Regions from separate parts of the Mus musculus genome. Here regions 1 and 2 are each linked to region 3. A link is a contact called in public promoter capture Hi-C data. All regions are on one chromosome and are shown on one strand. Each heading gives the region's core, a stretch centred on a gene start, on an enhancer-like site or on the middle of the called end of the contact. The rest is flanking DNA. Distances are from core to core; before and after follow the strand shown.

The links. Promoter capture Hi-C pulls out the DNA fragments that hold promoters and counts their contacts.
Region 1: a promoter capture Hi-C map of pre-B cells shows a contact between it and region 3. The contact joins the promoter of Cops2 here to the promoter of Bloc1s6 in region 3. A contact is called at or near these places in 1 of 39 promoter capture datasets (pre-B cells) and 1 of 115 datasets of contacts at active chromatin or transcription factors (astrocytes).
Region 2: a contact with region 3 is called in a promoter capture Hi-C map of pre-B cells. The contact joins the promoter of Fam227b here to the promoter of Bloc1s6 in region 3. A contact is called at or near these places in 5 of 39 promoter capture datasets (the C10 cell line, the HPC-7 cell line, cranial neural crest and 1 more), 6 of 484 Hi-C or Micro-C datasets (CD4 T cells, liver, muscle stem cells and 3 more) and 1 of 115 datasets of contacts at active chromatin or transcription factors (astrocytes).

Annotation. Positions count from the first base shown.
Region 1 is chr2:125,857,816-125,860,621 of GRCm38.p6, forward strand. It overlaps Cops2 (COP9 signalosome subunit 2), which reads right to left and starts at 1,267. Exons shown (of 13, transcript NM_009939.3): 1 at 1,121-1,267. The coding sequence starts at 1,174. It also overlaps a transcript of Galk2 not described here.
Region 2 is chr2:126,150,655-126,153,415 of GRCm38.p6, forward strand. Fam227b (family with sequence similarity 227, member B) reads right to left here and starts at 1,350. Exons shown (of 17, transcript NM_029455.3): 1 at 1,257-1,350. It overlaps Dtwd1 (DTW domain containing 1), which reads left to right and starts at 1,487. Exons shown (of 5, transcript NM_026981.2): 1 at 1,487-1,560.
Region 3 is chr2:122,737,062-122,740,104 of GRCm38.p6, forward strand. Bloc1s6 (biogenesis of lysosomal organelles complex-1, subunit 6, pallidin) reads left to right here and starts at 1,444. Exons shown (of 5, transcript NM_019788.3): 1 at 1,444-1,643. The coding sequence starts at 1,562. It overlaps Bloc1s6os (biogenesis of lysosomal organelles complex-1, subunit 6, pallidin, opposite strand), which reads right to left and starts at 1,301. Exons shown (of 2, transcript NR_156706.1): 1 at 1,021-1,301.

The DNA.
Region 1 (2,806 bases), core at 17-2,516, 3.1 Mb after region 3:
ATGGCTCAGAGGTTGAGAGCACTGACTGCTCTTCCAGAGGTCCTGAGTTCAATTCCCAGCAACCACATGTGGCTCACAATCATCTGTAATGGGATCTGGTGCCCTCTTCTGGTGTGCCTGAAGACAGTGTACTCATATACATAAAATAAATAAACCTCAAAATTAAAAAAAGAAAAGAAAAGAAAAGAAAAAAGACGACCCAGACTTCTCCAAGCATGTACACCACAGCTTGCACTATCATCGGATTTTTCTAAAAACCGAACAATTGCTTCCCAATTAAGAAACAAAACTGACACTAATTTTGGGATCAAGATAATTTTCTTAGTTCTTACACAGGCATGCGTTTTGGACTATCAACATAAATCATGGGGTACAGTTTAAAACCTGTAAATCCATTCACAATTAAACCTTAAATGGAAAAGAAATCACCAATCAAACTAGGCAAGTTTGTTTACTTTTATGCCATTGATGATTCAAACACGGATGCTGGGAAATTTCTTAAATCAAGGAAAAAGATCATTGGTTCCAATTCCCTTAACCCCTACCTTTCCCCAGTCCAACCAAACAAAAAGCAAATCTTTCTTCGGAGCTTGTCATGTTTTAGAGGACGGGACGAGTCGTTTAACTACTCCTCCTACTCTTGCTCTGAGCCTTAACCTGGGACCCAAACTGACCCTGGGCGAGACTCTTAGGCTGTTTTGGGGGAGACTCCCGAGTTTCGCAGTCAGGTCTGGGAGCAGGATGGACCACCCCCCTCTTCCAGTTTTCACTCTTCCAGCATCTGGCACCGGCTCAGGTCCAGAGTGGAGAAGAGATGGGCCCCCTAGGGCCCAGACCTAAGCGCCGGGCCGTGGAGGCTCGGTGGCGGGCAGAGAGGCGCCGAGAACCGGCCGCGGCCAGTCACCCGCGCTATCCCTGGGCCCAGCGTCCAGGGCGGCCCCGCCGCCTCTCTCCCTCTCTTCCCAGGCCCCACAGGCCCGCGACGCCAGGCGAGGAGGGAAACCTGTCCCTGGGCAGGGCGGAACCGGGCCGACGAGCCCCGGGAGGGAGCTGCAGCCTCTCGGCCTTGGCACCACCGCCACATCCCACTTCCAGCCCCCGCCCGCTCCCTGCGCCTCACCAGGTCGTAGTCCTCCTCATCATCGCACATGAAATCATCCTCCATGTCAGACATCTTGGCCGGAGGGGGGAGGGGGAGAGGAGAAATTAGAGACAGCCTCCTCCCACAGTGCTCCGCGGCCCAGAAGCGTCACTCCCGAGTCTCCTCGTCTTCCGGTCTCTCCAGGAGAAGATAAAGCTCATTCCGGAACTAAAGCGCTCGACCCTGAGATGATTTACTACGGCTCCCAAAGGGAGGGCACAGCCGGCTCTTCCTGAGCGACAGTTTGTGTCTTAGCAACTAAGCGTAGCAACTACGAAATCGGGCGTTGCGGGTCCTATCTGAGGGGCTTCGAAAACCTTCTAGCTGTATCCAGCGTCCTAGGTGAGGGAACTGTCTCCTTCCTTGCCTGGGACTCTGGAACCGTCTGTTTCTAATGAAACATGCCCGACCTATCTGAAAGGTAGCGTGCCTCTACCATTGTTATCTATGTGTTTTCTTTCAACACCCTGTAGTGGTGTTTTTACAGTGGTGTATTTACAGCAACACAATTGTCTAGTAAAGTTATGTTTGTAGTTAACAAAAACAGTTCTGTGGATATCCCGGTTTGGATATGCACTAATCAATTGTTCAATTATTTAATGAATCACAAACGTGCATTAACTGCTTTTAGGATGAAATGAAAGTAACAGTTGGTGACAGATTTTTTAAAAATGCATTGTCGCAGAAAACCATTAGAGTTCAGAGTGAAGAAAAATGTGGAAATAAGGCAATCCCCCTTTTTGGAGAAACCTTCCAAATTCTGTACACAAATGCTATAAAGTTATAAAGTAGATATAGGTTAGAATTTAGGCCCAATTGTTATCTATACAGATGAATTAAACATGCCCAAATTACCAAAGGTAAAAACAAAAAAACAAAACCAAATCAAACAAAATTACCTGATTTTATCTTCATCATGCACAGCTGATGTTGAGCACAGTTCAGCATTAACATTCACACCTTCGGGTTGAATCCTTACAGACCCCGCTTGGCTGTGCTCCAGTGACTTCTGAAGTTGTACCTGATGTCATTACCAGCTTTTCTCTGAATCCACTGGAGAACAGGATACTTTTGGTTTTGTTTCTAAGCCAGAAATTGCTTGGTTCTAAAAATCTTGTCAGAAGACGTTAAGGTCAACGATTGTATTATTTTTATATTGAAAACACTGTGAACACAATTTATAGCTGTACATTCAGAATGTTAAAAAATAAGTCTTCAAACGATTTTGCATTGTATATCATTAACATTGATTTTTTTTTCTTTTTTTATGTTTTGAGCTGGGGGAAGAACTTAGCCTTGTGTGTGTTAGGTAAATGTTCTATTGCTGGGCTATCCCTCTAGCCTAACACCTAATTGTTACTTAGGAAAATATTAGAAGAAGGAATTTCAGATGGCTTAAAGAAGTAACCATTCAAGGAAACATCATTTTGGTCACAGTTTTCTAGCAATAATATCACCTTTCTTATAACCACACAGTTTTACTAATAGCCTTTTCTATCAACACTTTATCACAAGAAATTTTAAACTTAAATACATAATAAAGGATAGCATCATGGACACAAGTATACCAACTCTCAGCTTTAATGTTCTGTATTCCCTGGGTCAACTTAAAGATACATATAAAGCAACATATGTGCAGCTATGTGTATTTCCTAAAATCGAAGA
Region 2 (2,761 bases), core at 100-2,599, 3.4 Mb after region 3:
CAAAAATTGAAAGGGCTAACAATTAAAAGTCAAATATCCCATTTTCTGATGTTCAGGCCCTCACTGTTTGATGCCTAACTGTGATGTTGTGCACAAATAACTAAAGCTTAATTCCTAAGGCAGGTAGACATGTCAATGTGGGTCTCAAAGTAGACTCTCAACTGTTTTAGCATTCAACATATATGAATACCATTCTGGTGGCTCTCACATTGCGTCTCAAAAGGTTAGTAACTTCTTTTTCTGTTTTGATAAGTGAAGGTATAGTGGACTGGCTGACATTTAGAATGACTTTTGTTCTGCATGCCTCTCTTTATTAAAACATTTTTGCTTAAAGTCTAAATTCAAATATCCATGGTCTAATTTCTACCTCACTCTCACTAGTTCTGAAATTCCTTTTCTGTATCCAAATCAGGAATACCAGTTTGGCTCGAGTTGAGGTCTCCAAAACATTAAGGGACCTATTCAGTCTGCTAAGAGTGACAGAAGGGATTCTCCTCTCCTCCTCTCCTCTCCCCTCCCCTCCCCTCCCCTCTCCTCTCCTCTCCCCTCCCCTCTCCTCCTCTCTCTTCCCTTCCCTTCCCCTTCTTCCTTCCCCTTCCCTTCCCTTCTCTTCTCTTCCTCTCCTCTTCTCTCTCTCTCTCTCCTCCTCCTCCTCCTCCTCCTCCTCCTCCTTCTTCTTCTTCTTCCTCTCTGTGTCTCTCTGTCTGTCTGTCTCTGTCTCTCCTATTCAAGTAGAAGCTACCACTCATGACCAGGCTGGAAATGGGCCTTTCTCCTACTTACAGGTGTGATCCTGGGAATTCATGTTAACCATTGTCTATTTTTCTGTTAAAACTTTTATATAAATTCTGGTGTGGTAAATATCAGTGTCCTGGCTTGTCATTCGTGATTACACACAAGGCTGTTCTTTTTCTCCCATTGGTTAATTTCATAATTCTCCACTCATTAAACAAATTGCTTGATATATGACAGTTTTGTTTCTAATTTAACAACTATTGTTTAGGTTTCTTTGAGGTGGAGCATAGAAAAATAATTTAATCACTTATCCACATATATTAGACTTTAAAAAAAAATAAAAGAAAAATACAGTAGGTGTCAACTCTGCGTGTTGTAAGCAAAGCACAAAATGCATAAACGGTTTTCCTAAGAAGTCTATCAAGCTTGAACTACCAACCACCTAAAGCTACAAGTCTGAGATCTCGTAAATATAGTATTTGGGGAGGTAAAGCGGTGTTACTAGCTCCTCACTAACTCACAGAAACTACTTTCGAAAAGGCTGTTCCGGAACACGTCCCCAGTTGCGCTGGGGGCCCACAACGGGCGGCACAGCAGGAAGCTGACGGTTCCTTTGGAACAGGTCACCCGGGAAGCGAAGGCGGGACTTCCGAACCAGTTCCTCCTGCTCGCCCACGGGATTCTCCCTCTGAGCATGCGCCGTGGTCAGCTTCCCCGTGGCCCTGGCAACCGCCAGGCCCCGCCCTCCGGTGTTCTGCGGAAAGCGCTCCGGGGGGGAGCGCGTGGAGCGGAGGCGGTACGGACCGAGAGTTGAGCGTGGTGCAGGTCGGCATCCCCTCGGGTCGGGTGGCTCGGGCCGGACGCCGGCCAGGCCCAGCGGAGGTCTCACTGCGGGCTAGTGCTGCGTGTGGCGTGCCCGTGGGGGCAAGACTTGAGTGGTCTGGGGCCTAAATGAAGCCTTATTAGGCTTCCCGAGTCGGCGTTGCTCACTCCTGGCAAGGCCAGCTCCCTGTGAGCACCGATCTGTAATTCAGGCTTTGGCGTGGTTTCGGCATGGTCGCGGGAAAAGGAAACCAGATGTGTGCTGTTACCGTCAGCCGATAAGCAGACGCGTTTCTTGTGTGTCTATTTCTTGGGAATGTGAGACAAGTATAGTAACACTTTGCGTTGCTAGTTCCACGAGGTTGGGTAAGGATGAAGAGCCCAAGATTGCAGCATTTCAGGGCTGTTTATGATTGAACTCCAAATGCAAAAATTTCCAAGACATTTCGCCTGTCATATAATGTGTTCTGTGGGAAGGGAGTCAAGTTCTGTGTTTAAAAAATGGCGGTGGTATCTTGGATGTTTAAAAAAAAGGGGGGGGGGGGCGAGAGGGATATTGTACCTCATCAAATTATACGATCAGTTCTTAGTACTTCACAAGCAAATATTGAAAACAGTCTTATCTGGTCCTGAATTTGTCCACAATTCAAAATAGGAGAAATTTAAAGAATATTCCCTTGGGAGGCAAATCAGCTTAGTGTGTTGGAAAAAGTAGCCTTGTTCCGCCGATCTGTGTAGTGCCCCAAAGTTGAGTAGAAAGATAAGTCCTGGATGCCTTCTACAGAGTGGTTTCAATTTAGTTGATAAGTATTTGAATCTATCTAAAAAAAATCAAGAATAGGTAAATCGGAAAGAGTTGTACTTTTGCCTCATTGAAAAGTGCCTCCAAATGAATATGTTTGTCCATATCAAATATGTGGACCCAGGGATAAGTAGTCAGAAGTGTAAAAGATTGTCTTTGTGTGAGTTTATAACTGAGTTAGAATCTGACTTTGAGCCTAAAAATAGATGTTATGTGCAAAGCAGACAGGATGAAACTGCATAAGTATCATTATTTTTAGAGAAATTGAGTGGAAAAAAAAGTTTTTCAGCCCAATTTGCAGAGTAGACCATCAGGATGCTAGTTATTTGCCCTAGGAACCGCCCTTGTTTTCTAATTCTTTACAACTCTCCCCCACCCAACTCCAGCTGCATCGCCCTGCAC
Region 3 (3,043 bases), core at 194-2,693:
TGTCATTTTTAATTCAAAAGAAGAAAACATAAAATAATGAATGCAAGGAGGAGCTCAGTGCTAAATGGCAGGAGGATGTTTGTTGTTGTGAAATGTCTTCACTGTGACTGCTGAATGAAAGGGAGGAAATAATGAGATAATGAATGGTGTCCACAGTAAAGGTGTGTTTGAGTGTGCTGGCTCGTGTCTGCTGGAGGACCAAGAATTCAAGGCCATCCCTAATTACATATTGAGTCTAAGGCCAGATTAGGCTACAGGACACCTCACCTTGTGAAACAAAACAATAAAAAAGATATTATCCTAGAGCACTTAAAAGATGAATAGGCCTTTGAAAAAGATACTCTAGTTTGAAACAGGAACAAGCACAATGGACAGCGTACAATGCCCAGATTGCACAAGATGTTTGAAGAGTAATAAATTGTTTTCCTATTTGTATGACAACACTAATTATTACACATTCTATAGTTCAGCAACCTCACAGGGTTGAGTTCCATTACAAAAGCTTTAGGGGAGGAATTGGTTACCAATTTTTCTGGAGGTCACCCACCATCCAGAATAATGACTCCCTTCCTCTGTCTTCAAACCCATCAGTGTTTGTTTAATCATCCTTTGTAATCAAATCTTTTTTCAGACAGCCCCACCCCATCAGTTTTACAGACTGTTACCTTGGGTCCTTGGAGTACCCTTCCTATTTTAAGGTTATGTTAACTAGTAGCTTTTATTCGTTGCCATGCCCTCTAATATATTTAGAAGTCTCAAGGATTAGTCTGTGGACATTCTACCGTGGAGAGTTGAGAAGTTACCCTTGAAAAGTGGCTAAAGTGAAACTGAACATAAGATGGTGACAATAGGGAGCCAGTGCATTCCAGGGGCATGGCATTATTTGTTTATTTATATTAGTTTTTTTTTTTTTTTTTGAGATAGCTTTGGCTACAATATGGAAAACTGAACAGGTAACCTGAGGAGCAACTAGAGATGCTACTAGAGGTCAGAGTTTACAAAAGGGTCGAGAATCCTTACATTTGCTGTGGAGCTGAGTCTGTCCAAGTCTACATACTTTCCTTTAGAACTCATGATATCATCTTACAGGAGCCCAGCATGTGCTTTTGGTAATTTGACTTAATTTGTCCAAATGATGCTCCAAGAAAGCCTTTACGTCATTTCCAAGCACTGGAAGAGATCCTCAGCAACGCTCAAGCTCAGAGTTCGTATTGACTCACTTAGCGGCCCGAGTTATAAACTGGACACAACACTGGGGACATTCACACGGTTATGGCGACATCCGGTCCTCTAACCTCTCTTCCGGGTTCCGCCGGCCACCCTCTGTGAAACCGAACCCGCACGCGCACGGCTGCGCCTAGGGCGCTGACACGGGGGGGGCGGGGGGGGGCGGGCGTTCCGGACTTGCAGTAACGTTCTGCGTCGGAAAGCGAGGTTTTCCGCTTTCGTCACTTCCGTGTGCCTCGGCGGCTTTCGTCCGGATGGACTCTGGAACGCGTTAGGTTTCTTTGCCTGTGACTTCTCCACAGCACTCGCCTCACGCAGCGCCCAGTGCGGGGATATGAGTGTTCCTGAGCCACCGCCTCCAGACGGGGTCCTTACGGGGCCTTCCGACAGCCTGGAGGCCGGCGAGCCCACGCCGGGTACGGCTGTTTTGCGGGGCGACTGCCCACAGGGGCCGGGTTCGAGTGGGTGGGACTCCAGCGCAGGCGACCCTCCTGCCTAGAGCATCCTGGCCAGGCAACCCTGGTCCCGCGAGGAAACGCACTGTTGGGTGCGGTTTGTGTTAAAGGTTTGCGTTTGTGTTGCTTTTCAACTGTTTGTCACAGGGTTAGTGGTTGGCGATCAGTCTGCCAGAGAGAAGGTAGATTTTTAGGAAACTGTACAATAGTGTCTACTCATGAAATACTCTGACCTCCTAGGTGACATTACTTCATCCGAGACTCCAGCAGCCGTCCGCACATTTCCAGAAGAAATTTAAGCATTGATGCCCGAAGGCGTCCGTTGGACGAAGCAGTTAATTTGCTATATAGGCAGATGGGCACTGTTTATACCATCGTTTTTGTGAGATTGAAAACACCACTCAAATCATTTTCTGTGAGCATTGGTTCATATGAGAGAAGCTAGATGGAGCTTCTAAAAATAATCTCTGCGTTTCAGAAATAGGAAGCTACAAATAACCCAGCATTTCCTGGCAGTGCTTTTCTTTAATGACATATCCCTTTCATGACTTGTTCAGTCACATTAGTAATACTCTGTAGTACCTACTTGGAACCTGGGCCTCTCTCTTTCTCCCTTCCCCTCCCTTCTCCCCCTCTTTCTCTCTTTCTGCACATAACGAATGGGTGGTATGCATATAAATAAAAGCAGATGTCAGAGAGTAGGGCAGAGATAGGGATAGGTGCTAGCTGCAGGTTCAACTCAGGACTTATTTCATGTTAAACAAGTGCTCTACTACAGAGCTAGATCCCTAGCCTCAGCTGTCTGATCTTCTTGATAATGGTGTGAGCTTACTCTCCCATGAAACTGAATTTGCACTCTTGGATTCAGTTCCCTCTGTTTCATGTAGAGGATTCCGCAGGGCATTAGCATCTATCTCCCCTCAGCAGTGTAAAGCTACCACCGCTAGTCTCTCATTCTCACAGCATGGTGTGTCCATTGTTGTAACTTTACTGCCCCAACACAAGCTCCAGGCATGAATCCTTAGAATCCTAAAATGGCTTCTTGCCACTTACTGAATTTTCCATAGAATTGGCACTCAGGGACCCTCACAGGCTGACTCACGGCATATATTAATAGCTCACTGTTGCTTTCTGTGCATGGCCTTGCTGTTCATCCTTGCAGTTTCTCATTCTGTTTAACAATGTTGCACCCCCTCGGCTCCTTTCAGATTTGTATCCATATGAAAGTGGTGGCTGCAGTCTAAGTTGGGGCCATTTTTTAGAGGGTTTTTGCAGTTTCAAAGATGGTCACATGTTCTGTTCCACACTGTTTTCTAAGAATGTCTCCCATAGAAATAGGAGCGTGCAAGGATTAGGAAGAC